Regions from separate parts of the Zea mays genome. Here regions 2 and 3 are each linked to region 1. Evidence: chromatin contacts called from public Hi-C data. All regions are on one chromosome and are shown on one strand. Each heading gives the region's core, a stretch centred on a gene start, on an enhancer-like site or on the middle of the called end of the contact. The rest is flanking DNA. Distances are from core to core; before and after follow the strand shown. Region 1 holds the start of LOC541732 (myb-related protein Myb4). Region 2 holds the start of LOC103627429 (wall-associated receptor kinase 5). Region 3 has its middle 17 kb from the start of LOC100278742.

Region 1 (3,164 bases), core at 585-3,084:
GAGCACGCTAGATGATTCATTCTAGTGTTTGGTGTCTAGGTTGGCGCCAACAACCATATTTTAGGATGGAGGGAGTGCTTTTAAGACAAATCTTTTCATTGCATGAGGCCAACGGTGGAAGATTTCCTCAAGCTGCCCGTACGTTATTCATGCTCGAATCGAGGCGGCGAAAAGTGTATAGGGAAAAGCGGATCGGAGCATAGTACCGAATACACCCGAGTGTTTTAGTCATCCGGGAAAGCTTAAAAAACACTCGGTAAACTTTTTGCCGCTGGGCGAAGAGCCTAATTCTAGTAGTGGTTAAAGGCTAGCTTTGGCGAGAGGTTTCATGTACTAGTTTATAAGACTATTTCAAAATAATGTAGATAAGTTCCATTCTTATAAAACTGATTGTATCTCTTCAAACTTTTATCTTCTATCTCTTCATCTCTTTCTGCTATAAAACTCTCACGAAACTTCCATTGACGCTGACATCATGGACATGGACATCGGTCATGTAGCAGGGACCCTGGTCCCTGATAAGCAGCTAGCGGCGGAAAGCACAGGTGACAGAAAACTCAACTAAAATCGTAGTATATAATGCGCAAAAAGTGAACACCGCCATGATGAAGCACAATCGCTTTCCGCTGCACAAGTTTTCAGTCAGATATACGTCCACCGAAACGGAGCAGAACAAAAGGATTGAAAGAATTCTGAGGCCAAGAACATCATCAGCCGATCGAGAGAGAACCGTCTAGGTTCATGCATAAATCTGGGGCGAATTCTGCATGTCGCTGGCCTGCATGAACAGCTTGAGCCAAAAGTCCACGTCGTCGTTGGTCGACGGCGCCGGCGGCGACGCGCCGAAGGCGCCCTCTGCCTCCTCCATCCCGGAGTCGGAACTGTCGACCGCCATCGCCAGCGTCTCGGACCAGAAGCTGTCGTCAATCTGGTAGTCCTCCTCCTCCGAGGTGAAGCTATCCGCGTTCTCCAACGACGACGAGGCCGCCGAGTAGTCAGTGGTGGTGCTGGTGGTCGACGTGGAGACTGACTGCTCCGGCGAGACCGGCGCTGCGAGCGTCACCGCCTCTGGCTGCTGCTGCTTCTTGGGCTTTCGCTTGGGCGCCTGCGTGGCTGTCTTAGGCTCCAGTCGCTTCTTGAGGTGAGTGTGCCAGACGTTCTTGATCTCGTTGTCCGTCCTCCCCGGCAGCCTGGCAGCGATTGCCGACCATCTGAAATCATACAGAAAGTAGCTGTTTAGTGCGCATGATTTTTTTTAAAAAAAATTGGCGGTAATTTTTACGAGACAACAACAACTCAACAAGTGGCTGATTGCTAGGTCATGCATGCATGCATGTTCTATAATAATGGTTCTGGCAATGACCGGATCAAACTCGACCACATCATCAAGAACCAAGAACCAGTCTACACTGAGTATATCCCGGCAACGAAGGGATGGTGTTAATTATTTTCGCGTGACGATGATATGATGCGTGGATAAGCACCGTACCTGTTGCCGAGCATTTGGTGGAGTTGGATGACTGCGTCCTCCTCCTCGCGGGTGAAGTTGCCGCGCTTGATGTCGGGGCGCAGGTAGTTGATCCAGCGGAGGCGGCAGCTCTTGCCGCAGCGGGGAAGGCCCGCCTGCTTGGGCAGCGCGCGCCAGTTGCTGTGGCCGTGGCGCTCGATGTGCGCCACCAGGATCCTGTCCTCCTCGGGCGTCCACGGGCCCCTCTTGAGCCCCATCTTCTCGCAGCACGGAGCGCGCCCCATGTCTCGATCTCCCGGCCGAGAAAGAGCTGGGCTTTGGCTTTGCTTGCCGGGTCCTGCCGAGAAGACCGAGCTGAGGGAGCTTGCTGCTGTGCTGATGACTGGCTCTGGGAGGGGCGGGCTGTGCGCTATTTATATGCCCCCGGCCGGTGCCGCGCGCGACGACAGCGAACGGGGTTCACTTCGCTCTCGGCTCTCGGTTCTCGGCTCCCGGGATGGAAAAGGGCAAATCCAAACGTGGTCAAAGCAAGGGAGCTTCCCAGAAGGGGGAGGTTCGTCACACAAGGAAGAACAAGCTAGGGACGGGAATAGTTTATGCTACGCTTTGAATTCGTTCGTTTTTTATCAGTTTGCTTGGATCGCGTACGTGATTCGGGCTGTCGTTTTTTATTCCTCGGATTGTTTGTACCTTTGTGCCCTTCAGTGTCGGCTAAAAGCGTACGTGTGGGAACGGATGTGCATGCGTTTCCTTTGATACGATATCATATCATATGGTTCTTATAATAAGTGAAGCTAAACTAAACGCTCGAGAGACGCAACAATGAGGTGGACATGACATGTCCACATGCGAAAATTTTGGTTCTCTCTGTGGCTATATCACGCGTACTTTGAGTGTCTTTTTTTAGATTTGTTGGCCTCGACGTGTGCTCTACGATCTATGGGGCCTCATAACTTTAGGTATAATAAGATGAAACAATCACACACGGATAGATTTAGGGTCACCTAATCGTTACTATATTGTCGTGTCTGTTCATATATTTTAGCATAATAGTCATACACCAGCTTTGCCCTAAAAAGAATATCGTACGTTCTGGTTTGATAAAAAAAAATATGTCTAAGTTCATAAAGAAAAAATACTAGCATTTATGAATGTACTAGTATGGTATATATTTTAATGTAGATTTGATTAAATTCAAAATGGTTTGACTTTGAATAAATCTACAAAAAAAATTTCTTTTTTTTTTTGAGACGGGGTAATTAAGTAGTATTTTGTAATCATTATCAAAATTGGATTGTATACCGGGCCAGCTTTTTCCCTTTGTCAACACAAGCTACCTAGCTACTTAAAAGTTGTCTAACCGTATCCAGCAAAGCTAAGTACAAACACGAGATATGTGTTTGGTTTCTCATTGCTACAACATTTTTTTAATTATTTCTAAAATAACATTACAATTTTTCCCCGGAACTAAATGTGCGCAAGACCTTTAGTCCCGATTAATGGCTTCAATCCGGACTCAGGGAAACCTTTAGGTTAAAGCCACCAATTAGAATAAAAGGTCATATTTGTGCTCGTCTGTGACACTAGCAATCAAACATTGAATTAATGCTGACTTTAGTCCCAAACTTTAAAACAACCGGGACTTGAAGGTCCATTCTCCATTTCTCCACTGACCACCGGTGGTGGCTTATATGGA
Region 2 (3,572 bases), core at 612-3,111, 130 kb before region 1:
GATCTTGAGCCGCAGTGCCAACGGGACGCGCGGCACGCCGCGGTCACGCCTGCCGTGGATGAGCTGGTACAGGGTGCCGTTGGGGATGTACTTGTACACCAGCATCGGGACCTCCAGCTCGAGGCAGCAGCCGTAGAGCTTGACGATATTCCGGTGGTTGATCTGGGACAGGATGAGCATCTCCTTGCCGAACTCCTTCTTCTGCCGCTCGTTGGCCAGCCGGCACTTCTTAATCGCCACGGTGGTGCCGTCCTTGGTGGTGCCCCGGTACACGGTGCCGTTGCCGCCCTTGCCGATCACGTTGCGCTCGTCGAACTTGTTGGTCGACACCTCGAGCTCCTCTTGAGTGAAGTGCGTGAAGCTCGACAGGCCCTGCCTCGACCTCATATCCTCGAACAGCAGGAGGCCGCCGTGCTGCTTGAAGTAGTCGCTTTTGATCTTGGCGAGCCTCCTCTTCTCGTGGATCATGTAGAGGCAGGTCGCCGTGACGATCAGTACGACAACGCCACTGCTAACACCTAGTTCAGCAAGAGACGACTAGGTCATTTCATTATGTGTGCGGTGGTTGGATCATCTATTCAACTTATTACTAGCTAGCGTTCGCAAGAAACAAGAAAATGGAGACGACGTGTTCCTACCAACGGCGATCTGCCACCCAATTTGGTTCTTTTCGTCCTCGCACGTTCCGTTTACGGCGTTGCCCGTCGTCCTGTGAGGGCACGCGCAGTAGAATGATCCGATCGTGTTGACGCAGGTACCAGGAACAGAGCACGGGTACCTGAACCTTGCATCTTCGCACTCGTTAATATCTGCAAAAGCCAATCGTTAGCTTAGGACGCCGAGCTAGGCGATCGAATTCAGTTTCATTATTGATGCGCCAGCGACGGTAGGAGAACGAGCACCATGGCAGCCGTTGAGCAGGTAGGGGTTGCCGTCGTATCCGGCGGAGCAGTTGCAGAGGTAGCCCCGGCCCTTGCCGTACTTGGAGTCGATGCACTCGCTGTTGCTACTGGCGCACGCGTACGCAGACGCGCTCCGCTTGGCCTCCTCGCACGTCATGTTCCCGATGGCCCAGTCGAGCACGAGCGGCACCTGGCCGTCGTTGTTCGTCATGAACGCGTCGGTCGTCACGTACGTGGTGCGGAAGTTGAAGGCGGCGGCCTCCATGAGGACGGCGTAGCTGCACGGGCTGAAGTTGGCGATCCGGGAGGTGTTGAACTTCTCCTCGAAGGAGACCGAGTACGCGTTCAGGTCGCTGGGGATGGCGGTCTGGCAGCACCCGAAGCCGTTGCAGGCGCCGTTATTCAGCCGCCCCACGCCGGGGCACATGGCCATGCACCCGGTCATGTACGCGGCGGCGCTGTCGTTGGGCCACCGGATGTAGGCGAGCGAGTTGCAGCCCATGACGGTGAACCTGTTCTGCGCGTCGTTGATGCGGAAGTTGGTGATGGACATGTCGTACCACCAGTTGCTCTGGTCGTTCATCGCCCGCGTCGTGGCGTTGTAGCACCATGGGTTGATGATGTTGTAGATGCGCAGCTGCCCCAGGCGCACCGACATGTTCAGCACCTCGATCTGGTAGTTGTATAGCCGGAGCCGTCCGTCCTCGCTGCGGTTGCAGGAGAGCATGAACGTCCAGTCCCCCGTCTCGAGGTGGCACCCGGGGCCGACGCCGAACGGGTACGGGATGTCGATGTCGCCGCACCGCCGCAGGCACGTCGCGCTCGGCTGCATCGCCGCCGCCATCGCTGGCGGAGGCCCCGTCGACAGGACCGATGCGGCGAACAGCGCAAGGATCATGGTTCTTGCGCTCTCCCAGCCTCTCGCGGCGGCGTAATTAGGAGGCATGGCTTGGCGGCAGTGCTACTGCTTCCTGGCCACATGCCGCGGCTAATTTGAAGAGAACAAAATCGCAGGTAATTTCATTCGCACACAAGACGAATTGACTTCACTGCACGTCACACGATGCCGACAGTTATGTGCGACATTTTCAAAGGACACGCCTCCTTTTCTGATGTGGCGTTGCGGTAGTTGATGCACGTTGATCTTCAGGTTCAAGATAGAGTACTGGTTCATCGACAGCGATTGATTGATCACGCACTCCTTTAAGACGAGGTACTCGTTCATCCTCTCCGTTCGACGTATGAACATAACCATGGAGGTACTTTGTATTTTTGAAACATTCCATTGGCCTGTTTAGACAGACTAAACTAAAGTTTAGTTCATATTTTAAACTCTAATTAAAAGACCTAAACATTAACTATGAATAAATACGCCCTTCTAAAAACTAGTATAAATATAGTATCCCCTTCTTTCAAACGAGCAACAAACAAGTATGTTCTCCTAGTACACTGCTTTACATACTCAAAATATCCTACTCACAACAAATTAGTATATATATATATATATATATATATATATATATATATATATATATATATATATATATATATAAAGAATGTACTCATATACTTTTAGTATATGTCTAGGTACTTTTTAGCATTTTAATTTCCACGCAAACAAACATATAGTCACACTTTAATTTATACGTAGAAACCAACTAGCTACCATAATCTATATATACTGTATACATACGCATAAGATGACAAGATACCATAAGTACCAAGAAATTTGTTGAGTAGGAAGAGAACGAAAGGTGTAGGCTGAAGGCCCCTTAGATCAGGGCGTTGATGTGGCTACAAGCACACAAACTATTTATAGAGGTTCGGGCCAAAAAGTGTAATACCATATCGCCCCTTTGTGGTAGATGAATTAATGAAAGCAGAGGCAAAGATTACATGCTCAAATGTTGTCTAAGAAGAAGGACCGACTAGCTCCACCTCTACTTTGGTTTTGTTGAGAGTTCTAGTCTATAACCAAAATGTCTCGCGCTGTGAAACCTATAATAGTCTTGGGCTTGCCTGAACTTGTTTGTTCGACGTCTGGCTCATCTCTTTTTTTCTATGTTGATCTACTTCTGCCTTTTATAGCACAAAGGAGGGGAGTTATATGCCTCCTAGATAGTGGGCCCTATCGAGCAGAAGTTCAACTTCTCCTATCCTAGATGCAAAGCCATACACAGTTCATGCCTCGTTCATCCACTGTTGAGCATGTCTTTCTGTAGTGACAGATATGTCCAGCCATAGTGGTAGCTACGGAAGTCCATGCCAATGAGTATAGCATAGTTGGCGAATGGTGTAGTTTCATGTACTTTAAAATGCTTACAGGTACACATAAAAGTTCTAGCATGACAATAGTGATAGTGACACACAACACACTAGCTGTGGGTACACATGCAATCTTTGTTGTAGTGACATTGCATTCTTTTTTACTGCAACATCGTCCATCTTATTTCATGTGATGGACAAAAGCTTTATCTTGTCTACCTTGCACCACATGGCACGTGGTACCAAGGGCGTACTGCCCAGTGCCTTCCTGCATTAGGAGCGTCTTCACATGAGGCCATCCCGCTTCAGAGGTATCTTATAGAATGTTCGGTGAGATCTTTGGTTGCGAGCCCTAGTCTGTATGAGTCTCTGGACTTGGCCAAGCCGGGGGCTTGGTCCCTAGCC
Region 3 (3,390 bases), core at 275-2,774, 160 kb before region 1:
ATATTTTGAGAGGAGCGAGAAGTCCTCACAAACGGGTCCAAATTAGTTTGTGAGGCTTCACCTCTGCTAGTTCGTTCTCGAGTTTGACGAGAGAGAGAGAGAGAATTCCATGCTACACCAACAGTACACTGATCTTACAGGAGAAGCTGAAGAAAGTTGGGAGTCACACGAAACATGACCCTTGCATTTCATGCGCAGAAATGTTGTGTGCGCCGAGATTGCAACCCAAACCCGTTTATTTAACCTTGCAATAATAATCATGTCTCACAGCTGCCTGTTATCTTCAGTCTAAAGAAAAGCCTCTCAGTTGTCTTGTCTACTTATCTGCATACTGCTAGTAGCAGGACGCCAGGACCTGTGCTGTTTCCGGCGCGCACCTGCACTGCTGGTGGACCTCATTCGGACGAACACTTCGTGTGGGGTTGCTTTTGTTTGAGCTAAGTATGCCTGAATCAATCCCGATGAAGCGAATGGAGATGCCTCAGGAGACCGGCCGGTAGTAGATCGATCTGCCAATCGAGGCAGGCAAAGAGATACGAAAGCGACAGTAGACAGGGGGACGCCTGAAGAATGTACTCCGTATGCATTATTTGGCATCGCGCGCGCGTATTCCGTTCAGGACGCTGCAGTGGACAGTGGTGCCATAAGTGATAAAACTTTGCAGATAATTAAGTTTGGGCCAAACAAAAACAAAATTTGCTTGTAGATATGTTTATTTCACCCTTATTGAAGAAAAAAACATCACGCCGAAAACCCTACTGCTACTATTCATTGGTCTAGCTTGTGTATTGGTTTTTATTCAGCCTATTCTTCGCGAGCGCGTGATCTGGGTCATCTTAAAATATGTTTTGTTTCTAGGACTTTGCTGATTTGCTTCAAAAAAAACGAGATCCATCATCATGCCTTCTTTTGTATTGCCATCTTCATGTATTATATATATATATTGCATTGCATCATAGGGACGACCTACTTAACTTAAGCATATTCTTTGCAAACATGCATGCATGTTATTAGTCACCAAAATCGTAGATTATTGTGGCCTACGAAAGCCATATTTGCCATACTCTTCAGCATCCTAATTCATGTTTTCCTCTTTGCATCACACCTCTACATTTGTTTTCCCAATTCATTATTTTATAAGCATCCAAGCTAGGGCTAGCTTCATTCGCAATTTTCCCCAGATGGTCCCATGGAGCGCGCGCTGCACTGCACCTGGTGGTCATGCTACGTTTACAGTCTGGTGGAATTTGATCCAGAAGATAGCTTCTTGCTAGTCCACGAACTGTTGTAAAGAAAACGACACTCCGGGCAAGCTTGTTATAGTCCAGGCAAGCATATGGACCACCAGCACCAGGTAAGGTAACGATGCTCCACTCCCCTGAAATTACTCACTCGCGGTCAAATGAATCCTTCAAGAGTCAAATCAGATGACTCTAATAATTTCCTAACGACAGGACAGGACAGGCCAGGCTTATCCAAAGTAAGACGGGACCGGACGGAGGCCCACGCCACACATTGCATTAATCCGTGGGCCGTAACTCTGGCTGCTGCACTGACTTGGCGGGGCTCCGCGCTACCACCAGATGAGATCCGCCCACATCAACAAGACGGGACGGCGAGCGAGACGCAGCCCCCGGCCCTTTGGGATCGGGACCAGGTGCGCTTGCCCTTCTCCCCCGGGCCCCGGCCCATGCGCTTTCAGGTTCGCTCGCAGGAGCATGCAGGCCCCCAGCCTAACTGTCGCGACGGCGCCGGTACCGTCTGGGGCCTGGTCGCGGTGCGGGTACTGTCGGCAACGCCTGTTGCGGCCTGATTGGACGACCTGGGCACAGACGGCAACCGCCAGCCATGCAGATGCAGTGCAGCTAGCTAGCGACATGGAATGAAACTAGACGGTGCTTCGCGGTTTGCTTCATCCGCTACGAATTCAAGTCCGGAATCATCAGATCGGCGAGGGGAGAGCATTTCCAATCGACATGTTCTTGCTTCAATCCAAGCGCGAGAAGGAGCTGACCGGGGGGTGGGATGTTGATGCAAAGCTTCAAATTGAAGTTTTCTTGCTGTGAGTACGGTGTATCGATCGCCTTGGAAAGCTGGAAAACGAGCATGGCCATTTAAGAGGAAGATAGAGATATTATTGATGAGACATCTGGGAGCGTTGCAATCAAGGTGACTGTATAGCGGATTGCACCGGATTGACGTCGATGCAGCGGATTACAACAGATAGCGGGCGATATTACGGATAAGTTTCAATTAGCGGCACCTCGTAATCTTATACTATATTATTTGTTTTAGATTAAACATACATTCATTAATTAACATACAAATATAGTCTTTATGTATGATTATATTTATTATCATTCATAAAAAAGAGAGCTACTTAGAACTGTATTTTAGGATCGAGGTAGTATAATTTTAGACTAAATATACTTTAATTAATTAATCTAATGCATGCCAGCTACATTTATTCAAATATGGATGAAAAAAGAGCGCTAGATTGAACTGTATTTCTTTTACGAAGGGAGTATAATGATACAAACATATATCATGAATTATATGTATAAATAGATACTGATTTCACACTTACTTAAATTAAGAAAACAGATACACATTAAATCGTCACATAGGGAGTTTGCAAAGAAACATACTATGAGACATAAAATAGCTCAAATGACTATCACTCCTCATCACTTGAAACCCTCTCCATATACATAAAGGACTAAGGGGTATTCCCATCCCCTTCCTCTTTACTGTTAGAACAATCAAATTCGCCATAAAGTAGCTCAAATGACTATCACTCCTGATCACTTGAAACTCTCTCCATATACATAAGGAATTAAGGGATATTCTCACCCCCTTCCTCTTTACTGTTAGAACAATCAAATTCTTCATCCTCGTCTTTTGCAACAACTCGTTCTTTCTTTGACGTTGCTTGATGAACTCTTAGGGCTTTGTTTGGGAGCATAGGGATTAGGAAATTGAATGGGCTAAAATCTTTTTGCTCCCAAACAAGCCCTTATGGGTTGATGAAAGGGAAATAGGGTTAACTTTTTCTCACAATTAATTTTGATGGTACATGGACTAACTAGTTTGCTCTAGAATACATGTTCTAATCGACATGTTCTTGCTTCAATCCAAGCGCGAGAAGGAGCTGACCGTGGTGGATGTTGATGCAAAGCTTCAAATTGAAGTTTTCTTGCTGTGAGTACGGTGTATCGATCGCCTTGGAAAGCTGGAAAACGAGCATGGCCATTTAAGAGGAAGATAGAGATATTAGGGCATGTACAGTGGAGAGACACAAAAACGGTTCTCCAAGCACAGGAGACAACTAAGAGACTCTATTGTACAATGGAGTGTCTATAAACGTAGTCTATTAATAAATACAGAATT

What was found. Hi-C and Micro-C count contacts between places; a contact is called where the count stands out from the background.
Region 2: a contact with region 1 is called in a Hi-C map of leaf, with 3 times the contacts expected there. The contact joins the promoter of LOC103627429 here to the promoter of LOC541732 in region 1. A contact is called at or near these places in 7 of 25 Hi-C or Micro-C datasets (ear, leaf, seedling and 2 more).
Region 3: a contact with region 1 is called in a Hi-C map of leaf mesophyll, with 1.8 times the contacts expected there. The contact joins the enhancer-like site here to the promoter of LOC541732 in region 1. A contact is called at or near these places in 4 of 25 Hi-C or Micro-C datasets (bundle sheath, leaf, leaf mesophyll and 1 more).

The regions. Positions count from the first base shown.
Region 1 is chr5:190,172,808-190,175,971 of Zm-B73-REFERENCE-NAM-5.0, forward strand. It overlaps LOC541732 (myb-related protein Myb4), which reads right to left and starts at 1,835. Exons shown (of 2, transcript NM_001309530.1): 1 at 1,490-1,835; 2 at 479-1,211. The coding sequence starts at 1,752. The coding sequence ends at 740.
Region 2 is chr5:190,040,032-190,043,603 of Zm-B73-REFERENCE-NAM-5.0, forward strand. It overlaps LOC103627429 (wall-associated receptor kinase 5), which reads right to left and starts at 1,862. Exons shown (of 3, transcript XM_008647727.3): 1 at 903-1,862; 2 at 639-809; 3 at 1-518. The coding sequence starts at 1,848.
Region 3 is chr5:190,013,222-190,016,611 of Zm-B73-REFERENCE-NAM-5.0, forward strand. No RefSeq gene overlaps it. Among protein-coding and RNA genes, the nearest start is that of LOC100278742, 17 kb to the left of the region's middle. Within about 2 kb of position 1,525, at least 18 of the 20 cell types and tissues checked have an H3K27ac peak or open chromatin away from gene starts, as enhancers often do. A contact at or near this core is called in bundle sheath, leaf, leaf mesophyll and 1 more, where this site is marked.